Linked DNA regions of Sus scrofa: region 1 is linked to region 2. A link is a contact called in public Hi-C data. All regions are on one chromosome and are shown on one strand. Each heading gives the region's core, a stretch centred on a gene start, on an enhancer-like site or on the middle of the called end of the contact. The rest is flanking DNA. Distances are from core to core; before and after follow the strand shown. Region 1 overlaps HERC1 (probable E3 ubiquitin-protein ligase HERC1). Region 2 holds the start of DAPK2 (death-associated protein kinase 2).

What was found. Hi-C and Micro-C count contacts between places; a contact is called where the count stands out from the background.
Region 1: a Hi-C map of skeletal muscle shows a contact between it and region 2, with 3 times the contacts expected there. The contact joins the enhancer-like site here to the promoter of DAPK2 in region 2. A contact is called at or near these places in 1 of 5 promoter capture datasets (liver), 3 of 47 Hi-C or Micro-C datasets (embryonic fibroblasts, heart right ventricle and skeletal muscle) and 1 of 2 datasets of contacts at active chromatin or transcription factors (skeletal muscle).

Annotation. Positions count from the first base shown.
Region 1 is chr1:108,301,848-108,309,241 of Sscrofa11.1, forward strand. It overlaps HERC1 (probable E3 ubiquitin-protein ligase HERC1), which reads left to right. Exons shown (of 78, transcript XM_021094078.1): 23 at 824-1,136; 24 at 1,602-1,722; 25 at 6,322-6,373. Among named protein-coding and RNA genes, the nearest start is that of HERC1, 99 kb to the left of the region's middle. Within about 2 kb of position 5,589, at least 2 of the 83 cell types and tissues checked have an H3K27ac peak or open chromatin away from gene starts, as enhancers often do. A contact at or near this core is called in skeletal muscle, where this site is marked.
Region 2 is chr1:107,993,443-108,000,833 of Sscrofa11.1, forward strand. It overlaps DAPK2 (death-associated protein kinase 2), which reads left to right and starts at 3,863. Exons shown (of 12, transcript NM_001243563.1): 1 at 3,863-3,961.

The DNA.
Region 1 (7,394 bases), core at 4,339-6,838, 310 kb after region 2:
CTAACTGTAAAATAGCAACTACTGAATCAGAATCTTATTAAACCCACTGATTTTTTGCACTTGTGAATTGGGAAGGGATGGCATTAGACAGACACTCCTGGTGATGCCATTTGACTCTGGAGTCAATCTTAGCTGTGTATTATAACCAGATTCTGTTTCAGCAAAGACCTTTAATGGTTGTGCTTATTTAATGTGTTCCAAATACAACAACGTGTAGGTGTTAGGAATTATATGGACTTTGGAAGGGGAAAGGGAGCTTTTCATTATAATTAATGCAACTTAAGTTTTGTTTGTTTCTTTTGCAACCTGACAGTTTTCAAGCCCAGGTCATGAACATTTCAGAAACAGGAAGTTATTTTATCTAACCCAGTGCTTCTCAGACTTTAATGGCCTTCAAAATCAGTTGGAAGGCTTGTTAAAACACAGATTGCTGGCTCCATGCCTAGAGTTTCTGTTACAGAAATTCTGGGATAGACCTAGTATATTCCATTTCTAATGAGTGCCCAGATGTTGATGCTGCTCTTCTGGGACCACACTTTGCAAACCCCTGATCAAATGCATAAGAGTAGAAATAAAATCAACCAAATCTAAATTCTGTAAAGGCATCAGTATTTCCTATTGTGATTTTTATGAAAAGTTTAATATATCTGTATTTTTTAAATAAGATTTTAACTTTTGTTACTTTGCTGTACTTAATGCCTAAAAAAAGTTTTTCCCTCTTTAGTAAGTTTTTGGTCCAAACTTTTTGACTATTTTTATTGTTATTTTCTTTGCTTTTCTCTCCCCATGTGTTAAGACCTTGTTTTTGTGTTGCATGTTACAGAAATCTTTCAGTGTTTCCTCTCAGCCCGTGAAGTAGCTCGTAGCCGAGATCGAGATAGAATGAGCAGTGGGGCAGGGTCTGGGGCTCGAGCCGATGATCCACCTCCTCAGTCTCAGCAAGAGCGAAGGGTCAGCACAGACCTTCCCGAGGGTCAGGATGTGTACACTGCTGCCTGCAACTCCGTGATTCATCGATGTGCCCTGTTAATATTAGGAGTAAGTCCTGTGATTGATGAGCTTCAGAAACGAAGGGAAGAAGGACAGTTGCATCAGCCTTCTACAAGTGCCTCTGAAGGGGGTGGACTTATGACCAGGTGGGACTGACTAGAAACTTAAAACATCTTTCTCCTCCCTTTATTTAATGAAATGGTTTATTCTCAAAGTTATTGTGTTCTGAAATTAACACAGACATGGAGGAGGAAATAGAAATTGAGGAGGATGAATTTAAAGTAATGTAAAGTGTGGTACTAATTCAGCCTGGAGTATAAACTTCAGATTCAATGAGGAGACACAGATTTTCATACATATAAATAACAGAATAGTTGAGAAACACATAACAGTATTTGCATATCTCTGTAATGTAGTGACATGAAAGTCTTTCTGATATAATCGAGACAGACTTTGTGCTTAGACCTAGCTAAGAATCAGGATTTTTCCATCAACAGATGTAATTACTCCTCACTGTGTGTGTATTTTATCTCTGTGCTGCTAGTTGCATTCAATTTTATGTTCACTAACAGTCCCAAATCGAAAAACTTTTCTTTGTGCATGTGAGACAGGAGTGAAAGTCTTACTGCAGAGAGCCGACTAGTCCACGCAAGTCCAAATTATAGACTGATCAAATCGAGGAGTGAATCTGATTTGTCTCAGCCTGAATCAGATGAAGAAGGTTACGCACTGGTAGGTATATCTAGATTCAGTAAAGAAGGATTTGTGTGTAGATACATAAGGCTTTGGTTAGAGTAAGTAATATACATTTGTTTCAGACAAAAAACTTTTTTAAAAGAACTTTTAAGAGAAATGAGGTAATTGTATTGCATATTCATCACCTATGTGTTAAGGACTCTCAGATTTCTATCTTTAGCTCTGCCGTCTTCCTAATCTCCAAATTCATGCATCTAATTTTTATTATTTTTTGTCTTTTTAGGGCTGCACATGTGGCATATGGAAGTTTCCATGCTAGGGTCCAAATTGGAGCTGCGGCTGCTAGCCTACACCACAGCTCACAGCAATGCTGGATCTTAATCCACTGAGTGAGGCCAGGGATTGAATCTGCATCCTCATGGGTACTAGTCAGATTCGTTTCGGGTGAGCCATGACAGGAACTCCCAAATTCATGTATATGTGACTCCTTGGTGGACATTCTACCTGTACATGTCAGGTGACCATAATCTTAACCTATCCAAAATAAACTTCTCTTACTCCCAAACTTCTTCTCCTCTCATATTCCCTATCTAAGTAAGTGCTATTCTTAATTACTCAGGCTGGAAACCTGGGCTCATCCTTGACTCTACTTTTTCTTAATTCCAGGTCCCTGCAACCTCCTCACTCCCCACAATCTATTTAGACAAATCTTGACAATTTCAACTCTTAACATCTTTCTGATATGTCCTGTCCATCCCTCCTGTAACTGCTGTTTCAGACTTTCCTTCTTTTCTGCCTGGACCAGTACAGAAATCTCCAAACTGGTTGCCCTATCTCTTATCCCATGCCCATCTTTGACATTTCACTAGAATAATATTTCTAAAATACAAATCTGTTTTTCTTTTTAAAAATTTTATTATAATTCATTTACAATGTTCTGTCAATTTCTGCTGTACAATACAAAGCTGTTTATATCTCCTCTATTTACCAACTTTAAGTAGCTCTCAGTTATGTGTCAAAAAAGCCTGAGGACCTGGACTACAGGCATTTAAGGTAAACGTCAAATAAGTGAGATGCTGTTTTATATGTGTGTGTGTGTGTGTATATATATATGTATATATATGTGTATATATGTGTGTATATGTAACTCTCAAGTAGGAAGTAAGGTATGCTATAATGTAATGAGTAAAATAAATTACGGAATGAAAACTGTCTAAAAGATTCCTTCTATTTGAATAGCTTTGGACATGGAGTTCATAGCTGGGTTTTCATTTTGGCTGTTGCTTTACCTTATATTTTTGAGGAGCATGGATTGCTACATAAACATAATGCTGTTGTTTTAAAACAAACTTGTAAGCGTGACAGATTCCCCCTCTAAGGATAGGTGAACAGTATCTTCAAGTTTCATTTATTTTTTTTGTTCTTTTGCCTTTTATTATTCGTTCCCATTCATATCTCTGTGCTCCCAATTCACATTCCTAGTCTTGTAGTCTACTGAGATTCCTCTGTCCATTTAATTTTTCAAAGTTGATCATTCTCATTATCTAGTCTCCCCAGCCTTGTGGTAATTTTGTAATAGAACATGTCACTTCTCTCCTCAAAACCTCCAATGACTTTTTCCTCAGAGTAGAAGCCTAAGTCCCTACAGGGGTTTTTAAGACTTGAGGTATCCTGGCCTCGCTCCTCTCTGATCTCCTCTGCTGCTGCTCTTTTTCTTGGTAGACTCTTCTGCTACACTGACCTCTTCACCACATAACTTCCCCACAGGGCCTTTACATGGCTGTTTCTTCTGATTGGAATACTGTTGTCTGCAGGCAAATTCCCTCACTTCTGCTCTTCATTCTGATGTTACTTTTTCAGTGATGCCTACCCTGACCACTCTATTTAAAATTACAGTTTGTTTTCTTTTCCAGATATGCACTCTTTGTTCCACAGTAGGTTCTATTGATTTTGCCCTTGGGCAAGACACTTAACCTTTCTGAGCCCCAGCTTCTTATCTTTGCAATGGGGAATAACTACCTGTTACACTTGCTCAGGTGGGTTTTTAAAACATGTTGAAAGTTATGTTTTAAAAACATAATGAGAAGACAGATAAATGGAGGTGGCTTGAAACTAGATTTAACTGCCAAGTCTAGTTTCTACAGAATTCTAAAAAGATTAATAAACACATTTTTGAAAAAGATGGACTCTTGATCATCTTTCCTTATGGAATATTTAGAATGATAGTGTCATAAAAGGTGAAAAAACCAAGAACAAGAGAGAACAGATTCTCTTGTAAATGAGGCAGCCTGGGCTGAACCTTCAGCTTCAGAGAGCCTGGTATAGACAAAGAGGAGCAAGTAGTGGGGGTGTACTTAGGGTTTTTCCAGTTGAACTATGTTACCCTTCTGTCTGAGGTTATTTAGGATTACCATTCCTATCTTTGATATCTATTAGTACTTCATTTACTCTGAATTGTTAGTAAATGTTTTCTTAAAATAACTGAAGTTAATCAGTTCAGTGCTAAATTTGTGTTTCATAAAGAGTATTATGTGATCGGAGTTCCTGCTGTGGTGCAAGGGGATCAGTGGTGTCTTGGGAGCACTGGGATGTAGGTTCAATCCCTGGCCCCGCATGATAGGTTAGGATCCAGCCTTGTTGCAGCTGTGGTTTAGGTCCCAGCTGTGGCTCCAGTCTGATCCCTGGCTTGGGAATTCCCATGTGCTTCGGGGAGGCCGGAAAGGGGAAAAAAAAAAAAAAAGAGTTTTATGTGATATCCTATTTAATTCTCTGTCTTAGTAAACAGAGAAACCTAAATGAACATTTACACAGTTAAACCCTGATTGACAGTTGTCACTCTCATCAGTATTTCTTTTTCTTTTTTCTTTTTTTTTTTCTGTCTTTTGTCTTTGTCTTTTTAGGGCCGTACCCGCGGCATATGGAGGTTCCCAGGCTAGGGGTCTAATTAGAGCTGTAGCTGTTGGCCTACACCAAAGCTGCAGCAACACCAGATCTGAGCCGCATCCTGCAACCTACACCACAGCTCACGGCAACACCGGATCCTTAACCCACTGAGCAAGGTCAGGGATTGAACCCGAAACCTCATGGATCCTAGTCGAATTTAGTTCTGCTGCGCCACGACAGGAACTCCTTTATCAGCATTTCTTACTGTGCTCTCCCAATTTATCCCCCACATTTCCCTACTCTCCTATTTCATGAAGAATTTGATTTAACATCCATGAATAAATACTGTTTATAAAAGTATAAATTAGGTGAATAAATTATGTCTAAAAGAAGCTGAGAGAGGAAAATAAAGCCCTGAGTAAGATTTCCACACCTCTGCACATATCCTGTGGTGGTGTATTACAGATTGGCCACCAAATAGGAAAAAGCATGAGTTAATACGATTTAGTGTCTAAAAGGTAAGACTAAACCAGGTTTTCAGGAGAAACTTAGATGTTTCTCGTTCTGAGGCATGAGATAAAAGGTCCTGTGTAATAAAAATGTTATATACATGAAATGGTAATATCTTTATAGCTATTGTGACAACTCTTTGGTATTTGGTCTATCAAATGGCCTGAGGACATACTTATTTCTGGTGTGCGAGCGCGCGCGCGTGCGTGCGTGTGTGTTAGACAAAATGTATTTATCCACAGTGTGCATGCATATGTCTGTATGTGTTAGCAGGAAAAGATTTCCTGAACTGATCTGTTTTATTACTTCTGCACGCATTCTTCTTTGCCACAAACTTTTTTATTATGTGATAGAATACAGTTGAAATTGCCAAGACCATAATGTCAAGTCTATACATAAATTTAAGTCACATGGTTTGTTTATGGCTGGGTGTACATATGAGAGAGTAGATAGTTCTCAACAGTGCCTCCCCACCACACACACACACACACACACACACACACACACACACACACACACAGAAATATACTCCCATTCTTCCTAAAAGCCTTCACTCTTTATTAAGCTGTCTGCAGTTTCACCAGTTTGAGATTTCTTCTGTTATTTAAAAGCGTTTTAAAATATTTTAAAATACTACCAGAAGGCTTAGAACTATGTATCAGATTCTCTTCTTCTGTATACTTAGCCAAGGCTAATGAGAGTTGAAAAGAATGGAAAGTGAGGATAGATCAAGTAGTTATTTTGGAAAATGGGACTTTGCTATAGCTGCTTTAGGCATCTAGGACTTGGCTACAGAGGATATTAATAAGAGATCATGAACTCCCTGGTGACTCAGTGGCTTAAGGATCTGGCATTGTCACTGCTGTAGCTCTGGTTACTGCTGTGGCACATGCTCAGTCCCTGGCCTGGGAACTTTTGTATGCTGCAGGTGCTGCCAAAATCATACTGTGTTTGGAATATAAAAGACAAAGATTCCAAAGAAGAAAAGGTGACAACAAAGAAAAACTTCTACTGTTTTACAGTGTTAATTGGCTTTATATTTTAGTATCTTAGAGTCTTGTGCCTGGGCTCTCTTACAGCTGTTTTCACTGGGTTTTTAGAGATTTTTTGTTCTTAGCCTGGCATGACTGGTGAATAAATAGCGCATTGCTATAATTATATAGTTTATTTTTTATTCCAATATTCAGTTAACTCTTAATTGTAAAATAATTTTCACAATTTTATTATTTATTTTTAACTTAGAGTGGAAGACGAAACGTTGATTTGGATTTGGCATCATCTCATAGAAAGAGAGGTAAGCATTAACTATTAAATATCTGATGAAATTAAGTAGCTCTTTTTATGTCTGATGTATTTAGATCTGTCATTGAAACATTTTATCAGAAAAGTTAAAAGGAAGATCATTTTCTTTAAAATATATACCCTTAAAAAGTCTGGGACTGTCTAGGAGTTAATCAGTTTTGTTTCTCATTTGTTGTGTGTTTTGACTTTTTAAAAGTCCTGTAGAACTCCAGAAGCAGTACTTTACATTGTGGGGGGTTATGGACATAATTTGCCATGTTTTAGCTCACTGGTAGAGTAGCTATAGTTTAAAAGGTGTTACAGGGAGAACTATTTATCCCATTTGCCTATCATACACACATTCTACTTTCAAACTGAAAGTTTCTAGTTTTTTCCTCCTTGCCTCTCAAGTTAGAGAATGTGAAAGATGAGCAAATGATTTCTTTAAAAAACTTTTCCCATGAGGAACAATTTTAGAGTGTCATCAAGTGTTAAGCTCATTTGTTAAAAGCTGTATCTTAAGGAATAATATAGTTACCTCGTTTATATGTACAAGTAGATGGAAAGAACAGCACTTTTAGATAATACAACTCCAAGGTAACTAAAAACTCTCCAAATATTGTTCTCTATTAATTGGCACTTTTATTTTTTTTTTTTGTCTTTTTGCCATTTTCTTGGGCCTCTCTCGCAGCATATGGAGGTTCCCACGCTAGGGGTCGAATCGGAGCTGTAGCCACCAGCCTACGCCAGAGCCACAGCAACACTGGATCCGAACCTCGTCTGCAACCTACACCACAGCTCACGGCAACGCCGGATCGTTAACCCACTGAGCAAGGGCAGGGATCGAACCCGCAACCTCATGGTTCCTAGTCAGATTCGTTAACCACTGCGCCACGACGGGAACTCTGGCACTTTTATTTTTATTGAACGCTTTTATCCTCTGGTTGTGAAAATGTGAAATGTTCCAGATATCTCCTGGTGGCAGTTTCCTAAAAGCCTGTGGGAAAACTGTTTTTTTCCATGATATTAAAAGT
Region 2 (7,391 bases), core at 2,613-5,112:
GATACATATACTCCTGTGTTAATAGCAGCACTATTCACAACAGCCAAGACACGGAAGCAACCTAAGTGTCCATCAACAGACAAATGGATTAAGAAGATGTGGCATGTGTGTGTATGTTATATATATACATGTTTACACACACGTTTATATATAATGGAATGTACACATACAATGGAATGCTGCTCAGCCATAAAAGTGAATGAAATGATGCCATTTGCAGCAACATGGATGCAACTAGAAATTCTTATACTAAGTGAATTCAGAAAGAGAAAGACAAATACTATGTGATAGTACTTATATGTGGATCCTAAAATATAACTCAAATTAAGTTAATTACAAAATAGAAACAGACTCACAGACATAGAGAAAGACTTGTGGTTGCCAAGGGGGAGGTGGGGCAGGGATGGCTAGACTGGGAGTTTGAGGTTAGCAAATGCAAACTATGATGAACAGAATGGATAAACAACAGGGTCCTACTGTATAGCACAGGGAACTATATTCAATATCCTATGATAAACCATAATGGAAAAAATTATTAAAAAGTATGTATATATATGTATACTGAGTCACTTAACTGTGCAGAAGAAATTAATACAACATTGTAAAGAAACTATACTTCAATAAAATAAATTAAAAAAAACTGCAAAAAATTTATTCCCATTATTATGACATGTACATATTATTCACAGCTCAAATCTGAGCTATAGTGTATTGTAATGAACATTTCCTTATATGCAGTTTTACATTTTTCTAGGATTAATAATCACTTTGTCACTTATTCACTTAATTTTTCTATCTACCTATAATAAATCTATCCCTAAACTTTCTTCTCAAAGAACACCACTCAGTAGGTTAAACACATTGCCTGAGGTTTTGCTTTTTTCGTGGCAACATCACTCCTGGAGCCCTCTGTTCCCTGGTGGATTCCCCTGCTCCAATCTGGACTGGTTGCTGTCCTATTGCCTGCTGTCATCCTTCGGCTTCTCTTCACCATCATCCCAGGAATTCCACCCACCTCTCTCCTGTGTTGGAAGCTCTGTGACAAAGTGGAAAACTGGATGTGAAAGGAGATGTGTTTGCTTGGTTCCTGGCCCTTCAGCATTGAGCACATTCCTGTCTATCAGTATCCATCGAGTTTTGCCAACTCAGCACACAGGAACTTACTGGAAGGCTAGAGGGACTCAGAATTGATGGGAGGCTGCAGTAGCAGGAACCCAAGGCTCTAGAGGCTGGAACAATCTGCCCAGGATGCCTCCACTGCTTCCAATGCCCACGGTGAACAGCTTAGCATTACTTGCTCGGGACTCAAAGTGCTGAGCAGAAGTACCTGATTGGCCAAGTTAGTGGTTTCATGGATACTGGGGAAGGAGGAAGGGGTTGGGGAAGGAGGGTTTTCTCTCTTCAGCCTTGGTGGTGGGAGATGGTGCATCACATCCACTTATGCCCTACTGCTGCCACCACAGTTATTTCCTTGCAAATAGGAAGGCATTGGAAATTGCACAGCCAAAACAAATGTACGTGTCCACTATACTCTTTGAGTCTGTTTCCCCATCTATAGAATAATGACAGTAATAATAGTATTGGTTTATAAAAGGCATTTCACTTGGAGATTAAATGAGGTGACAGGAAAACCCTTAGTGCAGTGTCTTGCTCATGATAGATTGTCTATAAATGTTGGTTTGATCTGGGTAGAAGGATGAAAATATTATATGATGGAGTAATAGAAGCCAAAACTGAGAGGCCAGAAAATCTCCTGAAAGGAAAGAGCTGAGGGTTCCTGGTTCTGGAGAGGAAGGAGCAGGGCCAGTCCTGTTTAGGGGCAGAGGCCACTACAGATGGCTAGACTTGGCTCCTGTGCCTTTGTTTTCCTGGATGCAGCTGCTGAGAACTGGGTTAGGATCTGGGCTCAGCTGAGATGGAGTCAGCATGTAGACCAAGGAGGCAGAACTAGGACCCCAAGTAGGTAGGTCAGCGACACGGAGGTCAGGGATCATCACAGCCCAGGCACTGGCTGTGTGAATGAAGAGGCCTCCACATGATTTCAATCCCCAGCCATTCAAGTCACTCCCACCCACTCAAGTCTTCCTGAGTGAGGTCCCAGACATTGTGGAGCAGAGGTAAGCCTTATGTACCATGCACTGTCTACATTCCTGACCCTCCATGCACGAGCCTGACAAGACTGTTTCATGTCACCAAGGCTGGGGCAGTTTGTTACACAGCAATAGATAATTGGAAAAGGGGGAGGAGGTGTTTTGAGGGTGGTCTGAGGATGAAGGGCATCTTCATGCTGGTGAAGTCTCACCAGTGGTTGTCCTGTGCACACTGACTTGGAAAGCCACATCTGGTCTTGGATATTACTCTATTCAAGGTAGACTGATGCTCCTGGGGGAGGTCGCTCAGAGCCTGCACTGTCCTGGAATATTATTGTCAAGCTGATAAACGAGGAAGCACTGGGATCTTTCTATAGCGTGTCAAAGGTGCTGCGGTATGGGTCAGCTGGGGGTGGGAGGGCTGGTTCATCTATACTTGTCAATACCCCAGTGTCCAGAAAGGCTCAAGTGGGGAATGGGAGGTTGCCCACCAAGGTGAGGGTCCTCCAGGTGCATCTTACACAGTCTGTCTCATTTCAGCCCCATAAAGCTCCATTAGATGCTGTTAGAATGGGTGGTTGCTTATGTTACTGATAAAGATTGAGTTCAGGTGCCATGCCCAAGATTACAGCCATCTGAAATCGCATGGCAGCGCTTTGAACCAAATGTAGGACTCTGAGTCTAACCATATTTACTCTAACACTTTTTTGAGGATCCCCCAGATGACTTAGGGATGGAGGCTCGGGGAAGGGATCTTCATCTTCCCCTAAACAGCCTCTTGTCCCTAAACAGCCTCTTGTCTTGAAATAAGAAGACCTGGATTAAATTCTGTTTCCACTTCCTTCCTCTTACCACCCCTTCCACTCTCATTCCTTTTTCCTCCTGGGATTTTGGACAGAAGGAAGAAGGGAAGAGGACTCCACTTTCCAATCTTTTATTAGGGAAGACTTGAGGGCGATGTGAAGCTTCACTCACCAACGCGCTGGGCAGGACTGGGGGCATAGAGGTCAGGCTGCTCCCAAATGGTGTGTTGCAGGGGGTGTGAGTGGATGGGGTGGGGTGATGAGGTGAGTCTCCCCCCACCCCACTGTGAAACGTGGATGATTAGTTTTCCAGAGGAATCTGTGTGTCAGAATCTGTGCGTTGTCGTTGCAAGGGGCCTATTCCCTGGTGGGACTTCCTCTTGGGGCGCCTGTGTGATAACGGGATAACAGGAGACAAGGAAATACCACTCTCTCCTTTTTTTTTTTTTTTTTTTTGTCTTTTTCGTCTTTTTAGGGCCACACCCGCAGCATTTGGAGGTTCCCAGGCTAGGGGTCAAATTGGAGCTGCAGCTGCCGGCCTACACCACAGCCACAGCAACGCTGGATCCTTAACCCACTGAGTGAGGCCAGGGATCGAACCTGCGTCCTCATGGGTGCTAGTAGGGTTCCTTAACCGCTGAAGCACAATGGGAACTCCCGGAAATACCACTTTCTGAGCGATCATGCCTGGCTATGTGACTTGCCCAAAGACACACAGGCTGTAAGGGCAGCAGATCCAGTGAAGACGCCCTGAGGTTCCTGCCACTCTGTCTCTTGCCCCCTCTCCTGGAATCCGCAGGGGCTCTGAGGTGCTCACCCTGACCCGGCAGAAGACACTAGGTCCTCACCCCAGGGCTGGCCGGAGGGGGCTCCCGGCAGGGGGCGCCCCGAGTCCCTTCTCGGGCCTCGGGGAGCGCCTCCAGCCGGCGCCTGGGACCAGGCCGGCCGCCCCGCCCCCTCGGCTCCTCGGACGCTCCGCGGGCGGGCGCGCAGCGAGCAGATCTGAGCCGAGGGCCGCACGCCCCGCCGAGCCCCTCGTGCCCACCGCCTGCCGCTCAGACTACCGCCGTGAGTAGTGTCCGTCTGCGGGCTCGACGGGAGGGACAGGGCGTGTGGAGAGGGGGCTGGGAGTGGGGCTGGCGGGGGCAAACTACTCCGAGGCGTGTTCTCCTACCCTTGAGTGCGCCGCCGGGTCCCTGATGCCGCTCCCCCGGGGTATGACCGGCCTTGGCTTTGGGCGTTCTGGCCGGCACCCGACTGCTCCCCCAGGGCGCGGTCCGAAGTCTGGCACTTTGACCTGAGGGATCGGGTGGGAGCTGCGGGCAGAGGCCAGGTGCTTAGGGAGGATTGTAGGAGACTGGCTTCCATCACGCTAAGACCCCTTGCCGCGGGGGGAGAGCACTGGGAGGAGAGGGCCAGGTCTTCCTTAACATCAGCCTTCTCGAATACTTCCTTCTCCCCCTTGAGTGAGGAGGTGATGCGAGGAGGCTTTCTCTGTGGCAGGACGAAGCTGTGGTCCCCGGGGTGGGGAGCCTGGCCTGGGGCAGAGTCAGGGTGGGCATGGGGCAGCCAGTAGGTCTGCAACAGGCTGGGCTTTCTACCCCAGCATGGGGAGGGGGGTTGTCAACAGTTGACCCAGCTCTGGGCCAGGCATTGTGGATGTCTCATGGCAGGTGTGGGTCTGGCTAAATGCTCACTGTAACTCTGCAAGGTGGAAATTAGTCTTCTCACTTTAGGGAGGAGGAGAGGAGGCCAGGAGAGTTGAGCAGAGGCCAGGGCAGGTGGGGGTAGGCTAGGAGTGGGCACTGGAAGAGAACATACTTAGTTGGCTGCCTCACTGACAGGTGGGAAGGACCCTGGGGAAAGGTGGATAGAGCACAGCCCTTGTACCTTGTACTCTAGAATCCAGTGCAGGGCAGCTGGGGTCTGTGGTTTCTGACACTGTTTCTCAACTGCCTCCCTGTAGGGTTTTCCTGGGAGAGTCCTAGTGACCGAGGGGTCCTGGCGTCTTGGCTTTTTCACAGTCACTTCCAGAGTCCTGTTCTTTCCCAAAACACCCATCTCCCAAGATATGTTTTTAGCACCTGAAGCGACCTCATTCAGCAGCTTTGGGAGAGGCTTGGGCAGGGGGTACAGGGGTATGTGGATGTGGGTGGGTGTGTACTGGTCTGGGACAAGTTTCCCACTGGCAGGAACAAGACCTGAACTGACCCTGACCACCTCCCTAAGGCCTCCCTAGGTGAGGAGGTGCAGGTGCCAAGTGGAGCTGGACCTTCACCAGGAACAGTTTTCTCATGTCAGCCCAGGTAGGTGGCTGACCCTCTCTGAGCCCCAGTTTCCTCATCAGAGATTGGGGCGGGTGAGAGCCTCCAGGGCATGGTGAGGCTCTGTAATGCTAGGTGCCTCTCCCTTCTGTTGTCAGCCTCCTCAGAGCCCAAATGTGATGATTCTTGATGTAGGGCATCAGGGGACAATCACACCCATTTCACAGACTTGCCCTGGGTGAGCATCTCTGAGTTTGGCAGAGGGAGCTGGGACCCATGAAGAAGAAGCCTTAGGATGATGGAAAGTCCCTTATGGGATTATCCTTCTGTCCTTGAAGCTTGCTTGTGGTTGTCCCTCAGGAGGCCACTGACTTCCCAGCCTTGGTGCCAGCACTGGAGAGTTGAGGGTGCTCGTAACAGAAGCCAGGGTAAGAGCGGCTGGAGTGGGCTAGCTGTGTGATTTTTAGCAGGTTCCTTCTGCTGTCTGGACCTCAGTTTCCTTCTTTTATAAAACAAGTGGGTTGGACCAGATAGTAGTGGGTTTCAAATACTTCCTCCCACGAATTCTTACCCAGAACCCCAACATATAGTGTAGATAAGGTGGATCTTCTCTGGTTTCTCTTCCTCATGCTGGTGGCTCCTGAGCAGGGTCTAAAAATCCCCAAGGTGTTCTTTGAGGTCCCTTTTTTTATGAAGATCTAGGAAATCTTTGTTAACCTTCAAAATTGTTACCTAGTATTAGGGCTGGGGATAGGAATGTGAATTCTAGAGATTCCTCTAAGAGAAAGGTAGGCATTAAGATGGGCCTCATCCACGGAATGTCTGGAGCCATGGCCTGTGCCTCTGACCAAAAGTTGTAGCTCTGCCCTCTGCCATGTAGCTTCATTTTTTCAGGGCTGGAAAGGTGTCTGTGCCTCTTGGTCCTCCTCTGGGTCCTACTTGGTGACTATAATTCCACCTGAGTGTCTCCCCTTTAGCTTCTAAATTGATAAAATGCAAATTCATCTTGGGGAGAGATGTTATGAAGGGGCTTCAAGTTGTTATCAGTTGCTACAGCTCTGATTAGACCCCTAGCCTGGGAACCTCTGTATGCCGTGGGAGCGGCCCTAAAAAGCAAAATAAATAAATAAATCAACCTATGCTTGCAGAATGCCTGCTGTATACCAGCTACCACAAGGGGACAGATGTGAGAATGTCACAACTCTTGCCCTCATAAGGCTCCAAGACAGTAGGCAGGAGGGAAGGAACTCCAAGGACTGTTAAAAACATTTAAACATAAAAACATTCTACATGTATTATCTCATTGGTCCTATAAGTAGATATTAGACTCTTTTTTTATTATGTAAAACTTTGCATACAAACTAAGTGTACATAGCGTCAAGAAAAGCATTACCAGCCCCCAGAAACCCCCTATGTCCCCTTCCAGGCACAACCCTGCACCTGGGTATAACCATTATCTTGACTTGTAGCGCCATGGATTTGTTTTACCTAAGTGGAATTACACAGCCTGTAGTCTTTTGTGCCTGGTTTCTTTCATTCGACATCATGTTTGTGAGTTCCATACATGTCATTGCAGGGAGCAGTAGTTTACTTATCCTTGTCTTTGGATAATAGTTTCATTGGTAGGGTAGAACTCAGTTTATCTCTTTTCCTATTGATGGCCGTTTGGTTGTTTCAGTTTTCAGTTCTCACTAATAGCGCTGTTGTGTTCATTCTAAAGTGGGCCATTGTGGAAAACATCTCCATGCATATCTCTTAGGTATGTCCATAGAAACTATCCAACAGTTTTCCAAAGTAGTTGTCCCAGTGAATACAAGCAGTGTTTGTGAGTTCTCCAAACAGTCGCCAATGCTAGGCATTGTCTGTACTCATTTTCTTTTTCTTTTTTTTTATTTGACATTGTCATTTTATTTTATTTTATTTATTATTATTATTTTTTTGTCTTTTTGCCATTTCTTGGGCCGCTCCTGCGGTATATGGAGGTTCCCAGGCTTGGGGTCTAATCAGAACTGTAGCCGCTGGCCTACACCACAGCCACAGCAACATGGGATTTGAGCCATGTCTGCAACCTACACCACAGCTCACTTAACCCACTGAGCAAGGCCAGGATCCTTAACCCACTGAGCAAGGCCAGGGATTTATCTCGTGTCCTTATGGATACTAGTTGGGTTCGTTAACCACTGTGCCACGACGGGAACTCCTATACTCATTTTCTATGTAAGTAATTTGAAGCT